2 separate regions of the Zea mays genome follow, and region 2 is linked to region 1. The links are chromatin contacts, called in public Hi-C maps. All regions are on one chromosome and are shown on one strand. Each heading gives the region's core, a stretch centred on a gene start, on an enhancer-like site or on the middle of the called end of the contact. The rest is flanking DNA. Distances are from core to core; before and after follow the strand shown.

Region 1 (4,914 bases), core at 1,077-3,576:
TCAGATGGTTACATACTTTATGAGCACGGATGCGGGCTGACACTTTATTTGCTGAAAGGTCATAAACATATATTGACTTTTCATTGTTCCCAACAACAACTTCTTTACCATCTTTGGAGAATTTAACAGAAAATATTCCAAAGTCCTCATCCTCATCACCACCGGTTAAATCCAATCCCTCATGAATTTCCTGCAGGACATGGATTACAAGCACATCAGTGACGTTTTAAGAACTCAGCACGAGGATGAAGCTAAACTTTTCCAAGTTTTTAATAGGAGACAACAGATCAAAAAGTTTGGGAATAGAGCATACAGTAATATTAGCATGTGATTCCTTTCCAGCATTCTGAACATTCACAATGTGAACAATAGGTGTCAGACTTGCATAGGCCTGCAAAGTGATCAGATGCACTCGATGAAAACAGGCATGTTCCCCTAAAAAAAGGCATGCAAAACATGAGGCGTGACTTAGTGAAGTTAACAACACACCCTGTATACAAAATAAACCACAAGATAGATCCCTTTCCAGGAAAAAGCAGTGCATAAAATTGATTAAAAACAAACTTTAAAAGGTAAACTAAAATAACTGTAATACACCAGAGCACCAAAGTCGCAGTCCTCTTGGATGCCTACTTTTGACTAATCCAGAATCACCTTATTATGGCAAGAAGAAATAAACATTGGTATCAAGTGCTACTAATAAATTGTTGAATCTTTTTCAAATAGAAATATTGATAATTAATAATAACCATCACACCCAGTTATAGTTGCCGCTATAGCATAGAACCTCCTGCACCTAGTGAAGATTCTTACAAAAATGTAAGCAACTGCCGGAATTGCAAATCATAACAACCATATATTAGTAAATTTTGAAGGAATACATACTAGGGATAAATTATTATAGCCAGAGAGACTGTAGGTTTGAAAGAACAAAGGGTATGGACCAGATAAACAGTTAGTCTTTATTTTCTATCATTTCATTAAGAGAAAAAAAGCTACCCTATGTACAAAACTAGTCACACAAACACACCACACCAGAAACATCACAAAGCACTGAGTTAAGACCATGCGTGCGACACTTGAGTTATGTAACGATCGCAAGGACAAGACGCTCTATAAAACCTACGGAAGCTCTGAGCCCCTGCTGCGCATCATAGCTTTCCTTCCTCCTCTGTCTGCACGTGCACGATCAAGAATTCACACGGAGAAGCAATATTGAAGACACAATCATTTCGATGTTGCCATAGCTCCCATGCTATTAGAATTCTCAATGAGTCATTCAATATTAGAAGATTTTTATGACATGTAGGCATCCAGCTAGTATGGCCACTGGCAGCCCTAAACAGTAAACACGCTGAACATGTTGCAAATCAGAAATCCAACTCACAGTCATATATAAAAGCCGTTAAATTTGTGGAAGCTGAAGCCCTGTAATGCTAATACCAAACTTACAGGAATAGTAGCAGGGGCAAAATATGCCTTAGAAGAAGCTTTTGGTGCTCAACTTGCCCCCCAGATAGCAGTAAGAGATCCAGTGCTCAAGATGCTTACAAGGAATTTGCTCAAAAAAAAAGATGCTTACAAGGAATCGTTGGTCAGGTGAGAGAGCAATATCTGAAACCGTCCAGTGCACACTTCTGCAGCTTATATCCTTGTGGATCTTCCACCCTTTCTCGGCGTCGTAGACTCTGATGCGGCTTCCCTTATCGTCACAATTTTTTCACAAAGGAGAATCGTCAGCAACTAAACTACACAACTTCTATGTACCCAACTTCTCATTAGCAGAAGCACAAGAACCAACATCAAACCGTATCAGGCTATCAGCAAAAACCGAGCACCTACCCGAAACCCCGCGATGAGCAACGAGCCATCGGCGGAGAACTGCGAGACGTAGGCCTCGCTTTCCACGTCGTCGACGCCCCACGGCCCCTTGGTGGGGATGTGCTGCCTGCCGAGGTAGGCTCGATCGGCCGCGGAGAACCCGGCGCCGCCCGCGCGGCCGGCCTCCCGCGCCGACACCAGCTCGTACGCCGAGAAGGGCCTCGCCCGGCGGGCGAAGGCGGCGCCGCGAGCCCTGCGGCACGGCTCTGACGTGGCCCTGGTGAGATGGGACATCTCGCCGCACAGCGTGAATGGCTCCACCTCGCGGCCCGCCGCCTTCCGGGACGATTCCCCGCGCGCGCTCCGCCGCGCGCCTCGCATCCTTCCTTGCATGCTCGCCGACACCAGCACGGAGGGATCAGGCCAGTCCAGCAGGATCCCGCGCTGAATCGCTGGAGAAGATGTCCCTCCACTGAAAACACAGCGAAAAAAAACAAGCAATTGCAGAAACTGGCAGCAGATTTTGTCCCCTGGACCAGTGGAACCATACCGGAGATGTCCGAGCTTCTCCCGCTCTCACTGGCACGCCGGACCCATGGCGCGTTGCGCTCGTGTGGCAGGGATCGCAGTCGCGTGGCCCGTCCAGTGACGGATGGCAAGTAGGACGAGCGCGCGGAGCCGCGGGCGCCGTGCAGGCGCCGGCCGTGTTACCCGCGCGTGGCGTGTGGCGTGACGTCAGGCTCCGACGGTGAACCGGCAACCAGGAGTCCAGGACTCGGTGAGCCTGTGACAACTGACAGCAGCATACCATGTATTGAAGGCCGTTGCAGGGCCGGTCCTAGCATATGCATACTAGGGGCGACGAAAACTAAGGTCGTGTTTCTTTCGGATTATAATCTCTCTAAATTATATAATTCAGCTCAAATAATCCAACAAGTAAGCAAACACCTAGATTATAGGTTTAGATTAATAATCTAAAGACCATATTATGATAATCTCATAATCTCCTCAAGAGTAGCTTATTTGAGATTATTTTGGCAAAAGACCCACTATCCATAATTATGTAAATATAAATTACAATATATGTCATTCTTCTTTTCTCACCTTAAATAAACAAACAAGGGTACTGCTGTTTTTATGAATAATCTACATTTGTATAATCTAAACTACCAAACAACTATATGTAGATTATAATATGTCTAGATTATAATATAGATTATATAATTTAGATTATAATCCAGATTATATAATCTATAAGCTGAAACAAACATGCCCTAATTTAGAGGCTTCTATTATATCTCACTCTATATATATTATATATCTAATATATATTTACATATAAAGTTTTTGAAAACATTATTGTTGGTCATAAATTGTTTTTTCAATAATTCTAGTTTTTAAAAAAATTACGGTAGTAGATGGAGCAGTCACTAAGATTCGATAGGCACTAGAGACATTAGGATAACAATTCACCTCTACGACTTTCTCGAAAATTCATGTAGCAGACAATACTCCATTCAAAAATCTCTTATCTTGGCCTTTTACTCACTTGGTGCCCAAGTAAAATAAGAGTTTGGGATAAAAATTTTGACTTTAAAATCCTACATATAATATATCAATGAACAATCATTAGTTCATGAGATTGAAAAATACACACATATAACATATAATATAGGATGCACTCAGGACGTCGCCACGTCGTGTTAGGAGTCCACGATGATTTGTTTTATCTGTGACTGCAATAGGCTCATCGATTTGTTTCTTAGATTTCCAACAAGCTACATCTAGTGAACAGACTATTAAATAGTGTTTGATCCAAAACCAAATACTAAATATCCATAACACACAATATATACTTATACTTAATATATATTTTTTCCCATAACTTCGGAGGCCCTGGGCGGCCGCCCACTCTGCCCACCCCTAGGGCTGGCTTGGGCCGTTGAGGAGCCGGTGACGCTGTGAGGAGCCGGTCAAAATCCCTAGATGGATCTTGATCCGGCCGCCGAGGCGGCGGAGCATGCACTTGAGGATTACAATGAGCAGATGGATGAGATGGCGTTGTTTGGCCATAATGTGGATGTTGTTTCAACATCGACACGGTGGAGCCACAGCCAACACCGACCATGGCCGGGACAGTGACAGGGTCTTCGAGCCCCACTGCGACTGGTAGTGGTAGCACAACTCGTGACACCCGAACGAGGAAGAGGCTACCCACATCCAGAGCAGTGGCGGAGCTCTGTAAAATTAATGCCCCGGGCCACTCTACACATGTAATGATGTACTAGTTCGTTTTTTTTATTTTTCGCGATTTAGTTCAAAAATGAACTAGCGAACAATAAATATGTAAGAACGCGGTAGTAACATTTAAAACAATCCAGTGTAACTATGACAAGGAACAATTACCCATAATAGAAGAGAATCACAGGCACATGGCAACAGACAATCGCTACCCATTGGACAGGGAGGCACTCCGCCTTCGCCTATGAATAAGAAAAGAAAGGGAATCAGGTTGAGAAAGTTATATAGCTTGAGAGAAGATGTAAAGGCAAGGGCGGATTTGCATGGACGGTGGCGCTACTGCAGGGTCGCAGGGAGGCTGGAGGCGGACTGGCGGAGGTCAAACTGGCGGTGGCAGATGCCTGAATTAGAGCCCGCCCGGCCATCTCAAAGGCATGGAGAATGGTAGAGGACTGGAGGTAGGCGGCAGTGCCGCTGGCAACATAGAAAGCGCAGCCGCACAGGTTTGCGAAATAATTGGAAGAGTCTGTGTTCTCATCTGAGGGAGGCCGCCAGCGTCAGGCTCAATCGTTGCAAGCATGTTGTCTTTTAGACCACATTTTTGGACTAAAATGTATTTTGAGCTAGATTTTTTGGCTGAAAAACCCTATATATAAAAGAGAAGTTTTGGGCTGCGGTGGCCCCGGGCCCAAATCCGCCCCTGGTCTAGAGTATGGTCTGACTTCGATGAGGTAACTGGTGTAGACGACAAAGGTAAGAAGGTAAGGGTCTCTGCCATTTGCAAATACTGCAAAACTACCTTGTCTACTAGATCTTCCTCTGGTATGGACATTTGCTTAGGCACCAACAACA
Region 2 (4,882 bases), core at 1,757-4,256, 240 kb before region 1:
AACATTTCTTGAGCGACTACAGAATGAGGAAAGGTAACACACCATAGTACAGGTACACAGAAACATAAAAATCCAACATCAACTCATCACTCGTCAAAAATCCAAAAGCATGATCCCATACAATCGCCTCCAACAATCGTCTCCAACTGGCATGCCAAACATAATGGTAAGCGTCTAAGTGCACATCCATGTCTCATCAACTTACACCAGAGTTCAAAGCTAATATTTGGAATCCCAATAAGGAAACAACAGGCAATTTAATAACCACCATCGAAATCAGGTGATCCACATACACCAAGGTAATATTTGGAATCCCCAGACTTCTTGCTCTCTGTCACACATAGCAAGTAGTTCAAGACATGCTGGGGAAACATCAGTGCCTTCTCCTGGGTGGGGTCCTTGAACGAGCTCTTGGTGGTGACCTGACAAAAAACACAAAGTACCAGATAATATTTCATTTAGTTAATGGCTAAGCAACTGCAACAGCGGACCATCAAAAAAGAACCGAGGGGAAATAGTAACAAGTCGAGCATCTATTAACTCTGACAATTTATAAAACCTTATTATTAAACTCTAATGTTGAGCATTGTGAAATATGTACCAGTACCACCCAAATATTTGGGTCCAACAGACTAACACAGCTAGAAAAAAAAGAGGGAAGGGAAGGGAAAACAAAGTGCTGAACCTTTTTAAAAAGAAGGGAATACCTTTTCCGAGTATTTCTGCGTTTAGCAGGGCCACTGCTAAATGCCCAATCAACACTCATTCTTTGTTTATAAAGCTCAGCTCCATCCAGTTCTTTTATTGCAGCCTGAGCTTCTTCAAACTTCTCGTATTCAATCAAAGCGTACCCCTGTACAGAGGAAGGGGTAAAACTAAAAAACAACGTTTGAGAAAATGTGGTGGGGGTGTGGGGAAGACACTGGTATTTAAACAACAGATACCAGATATGAAGGCATTCGTTTAGTCATTTTAAAGATGACACATATATAAAGCACCTTCTGCCCTAAATTGTTGACTGATTACTATCAGAGAATGCTTTAAGGAATTATATGTTATAAGAGTTGTCAAATTCTAAAATGAGGAATGTTGTGTTCAGGAGTATTTATGTAAAATAAATCAGACCTTGACAAATCCGGTACGGCGGTCCAAATTCAAATGCAGGTTTTTGACCTGCCCAAATTCTTGGAAAGCATTTTGAAGGTCATCTTCTTGAGCTTCTTCGTGAACTCCTGTGACCAACACAATCCATCCTTCAATTGCTGCAACAAAAGACCAAAATATACATATATAAAGTCAAAATGGAACTAATTACCATCATAGAGAAGAAACTTGTACAGAAGTAAAAAGAATTCCGTAAATACAATTATTCAGACTTCGTAAGTTATTGTTCTTTGAAAATAATGTGATCAATTTGCTTTATTTTACCTAGAGTATTAACAGAGTACACATTTATAAAGGCACATCCAACCAATCACAGTTCAACTGGTGACTGATTTTTTTAGAAGCTACCAAATTTTGTTATGTGAGCAAAGCCTAGGCATCAAAATTAACATGATGAACTAAAAAGTTTCAAGATTTCATATTTCCAGGAACACAATATTTAAAATGCACATAGAGGTAAAAGAGAGGTATAAGGTTCCAACTGAAAGGATGCAAGGAAAACAACAAAACAAAATGCTAAGAAGCTCAATTGCAACCTCACAAGTACCAAAACTTTAGAACTACAGAAGCAAATATGGTGTGTAGCAGTAGTCAAGTTCAAAATAACTCTCTCGCATAGCTACAAGAAAAAAATTAAAACAACTTTTTAATCTATTATACCCTCAGCTCATCACTAACAACTAACAAGCTGATTTAACATTGATGCCTTGACAGTCCAACTCACATCAAGAACCAAAAACCTCAAAGGTGTTAAAAGAACCCATAGCCAAAAGACGTAAAGATAAACACACCAACAAAGAACATAATGTTCTACAGACAGTACCGTGTGATATGAGTAAAGTGAACAATCGTGCCCACAGAGGGAACTGAAATTTCAACTGCAGATAATATCAGGATAAGGTATCACCTGAGAAGAAGCTCCTTAGACAAACCCTAAAAAATCAGTGTAGTCCATACTTGAAGCAGAAACTAGCCCAGTGTAGAATTAATTAATCAGCGAAATCTTTAGGCTCTTTGAACCCCGTTGTAACATTGAACTTGACTAAAATCAGCAAAATAATGAGGGAAAGGAACAGGGAACAGTTCACTGCAACAACTAGATCGCCCAAAGCCCCAATTCCACATCCATTACATGGGATAAAGATCGATCTTTTCCACATCGGAAACAAGTTTTGCTAAGTCCGCCATGGAACTAACCGATACATGCGAAATCTTTAGGTTGTTCAGTTGTTGGAATACCCCATATCCGCAAATCACACAGAGAAGGCAATATGTCTAGGCAGCACAAATACTAACTACATAGGCATTCAGTCACCCAAAACGAAGTATTACTTGCCTCAGCCTCAGTACTACGTTGCCAAAAGAAAATAATAATCGGTTCAAGCAAATCTTTGAGAAAAAAATTGAAAGAGAAGGGTAGACGTACACTGGATGGGTCCAGGGCCGCCAAGCGAGTCGAGGTCGGCGCGTCCCCCCGCGCCAAAGCGCGAGTCGCGGGTCGCGGAGGAGTTAGGGTCCTCGCGGAAGCCGCGGCCCTTGGTCCTACGCGGCGCGTCGTCGCCCGCGATGGTGGAGCGGAGGCGGGAGGCGGGGGGCGGTGCTGGATCCGGCCCGGCGTCCTCGTCCATGAGGTCGTCGTCATCGAGGTCGAAGTCGACCACCTCCACATCGGCGTTCGTCGCCGCCGCCGCCATCGCCGCCGGGACTCGGTTGGATCGGGTGGGTGTGGGGGTGGGGAGGGTTCGGAAATCGCTGAGATAGTCCTTTATTTCGACTAGGCGCCTCTGGCAGTATCGCTTATATTTTATCTACGGTCCATTGCTTTTGCCCATGCGTAGCCGTGGGCCGTGCCAGGGTTCACCGGTGGGGCTTCAAAAAAACGGTCAGAACTGATTAGAGACTAATCGTAATTTGTCGACGTAAACGAGCAGAAATCGACAAAATTTGAATTTAAATCATTTTTTTGAATCCGCTCAGTTTTACATCGATTTATCGACCGTTATAGTCAATTAATTGGTTCCAGAACCGGTAAACTGAGAGCAGATCAAGTAAAACTGAACCTCTTGTTTTTTTTTGAAAATAAAAACACGTTTAGGTCATAACAATTAAAAAAATAGCCCACATAGTATCACAAGTTTAATAACAATATTTAGCAGTTTAAATATATTGAAAACCGTACGTAGTGTCCGAGGAATTAAAGCAACAGTTGTGGAAGATGTAGCTAGTAGTGATTCATAACATAAACATTAAAAATCGTCCTAAATATTCCCTTTCTGTCTTTATCAACGAAAAAAAACCAAATAATGGTTGTCTTGCATCAACCACATTCATTACGTGACAAGCTCGTAAGAGTTTCATATGTGTACTTTCCATCTGGCATGCTACTAAGATGAGAACCCATTCATTACATGAACTTTTTTATTCGCCGAAGAAAGCTCTCTAAGAATACGCAATTTGTTTCAAATCTGGTAGCATTCCACCAAACCAACTCCCCATCGATTGCCTCCTTCATTATAGAATGTAATGTGTTATGATTGTAAAGAAACCATAATATTCGCTTAGTACTTTAAATCACAGCATCATGCTCAGGAAAATTTCCAATCTTCTTCGACATAATTTTTTTGGTATGAGCCACACATGACTACCACACGATAGAAGGATGCTTCGTGACTACCATACGACATGTCTTTTTTTAGTTCGCTTCATTATTAGTGATAATCTGAACCACATGCTTTGGACCAATTTCTTGTCAGCACGTCCATGATTTCCTTCATTTATCATCCACTGGCTCTTGCAATACTTGCATATGAATCCGAGATATATGTTGTCCAGTGTTCCCAAACCAGATCGATTCCATCTGACATTCCTGAAAATAGCAATAACATGATCTATTATTACAGTGTTGTTAGCATATATTACATGTATCACTAGTAATTTGAAAAGATTTCTAGTGAAAAGGGGGAAATCCCCCAAAACCCTAGCTCCTACTCGGCCACCGGTTACATATCGATTTAGCGACTAATCAGCAATCCTAGCCGATATAGCAGTTTTCTTTTTCATTTTTTATTTTTTATCGATTTATCGGCTTCGGAGGGCGGCTAATCATCAATCCTAGCCAATATAGCAGCTTTCTTTTTCCTTTTTAATTTTTTTTCAAAACTTCCATGATTTTTAGTTTGAAATTTGTTGTGTTTTTTAAATTTGGTCTAAGTAGAAAGTCTTCAAATAATTCATAGTATTTATATAAAATTTGTACCAAAAGTTTTCAAAATTTATAAATTCTCCCAAATTCAAAATCTAAAATTGATGGATCGATGTTACCTGCTGACGCCGATTAGCGATTAGACGGTCAGATTAGCCATTCGATTTAATGAACCTTGAACTGTGAAGTTCCCAATAACTATTGCAAGCCACTATAAATTTAGACCAATTTCAAGGGACTACATAAATTATAGGTTCCAAAATCAACTATTTAACTATTTTGTAAAATAAAATAGCTAAAAAATAATGCTCATAAGGAGTATATGACAACGAAGATAGAAATAAGGATCTCATCTATGTGTATAACTTGTCTAAAACTCTAAGCAAGTGTTTGGTTGGTGGACATGGTGGGATAGGATTATTCCATCCATATGTTTTGGAATGGAGTGATCTTGTCTGAGTGTTTAGTTTGAGGAATAGATTCATCATGTTATGTTTGGTTAATAGGATGGATTTT

What was found. A called contact is a pair of places that touch in the nucleus more often than the background predicts.
Region 2: a contact with region 1 is called in a Hi-C map of leaf, with 5 times the contacts expected there. The contact joins the promoter of LOC100283928 here to the promoter of LOC100192041 in region 1. A contact is called at or near these places in 2 of 25 Hi-C or Micro-C datasets (endosperm and leaf).

The regions. Positions count from the first base shown.
Region 1 is chr8:132,043,727-132,048,640 of Zm-B73-REFERENCE-NAM-5.0, reverse strand. It overlaps LOC100192041 (transducin family protein / WD-40 repeat family protein), which reads right to left and starts at 2,326. Exons shown (of 9, transcript NM_001137464.1): 1 at 1,843-2,326; 2 at 1,583-1,702; 3 at 314-391; 4 at 17-190. The coding sequence starts at 2,214.
Region 2 is chr8:132,288,184-132,293,065 of Zm-B73-REFERENCE-NAM-5.0, reverse strand. LOC100283928 reads right to left here and starts at 3,006. Exons shown (of 4, transcript NM_001156826.3): 1 at 2,591-3,006; 2 at 1,126-1,262; 3 at 708-853; 4 at 1-422. The coding sequence starts at 2,858. The coding sequence ends at 374.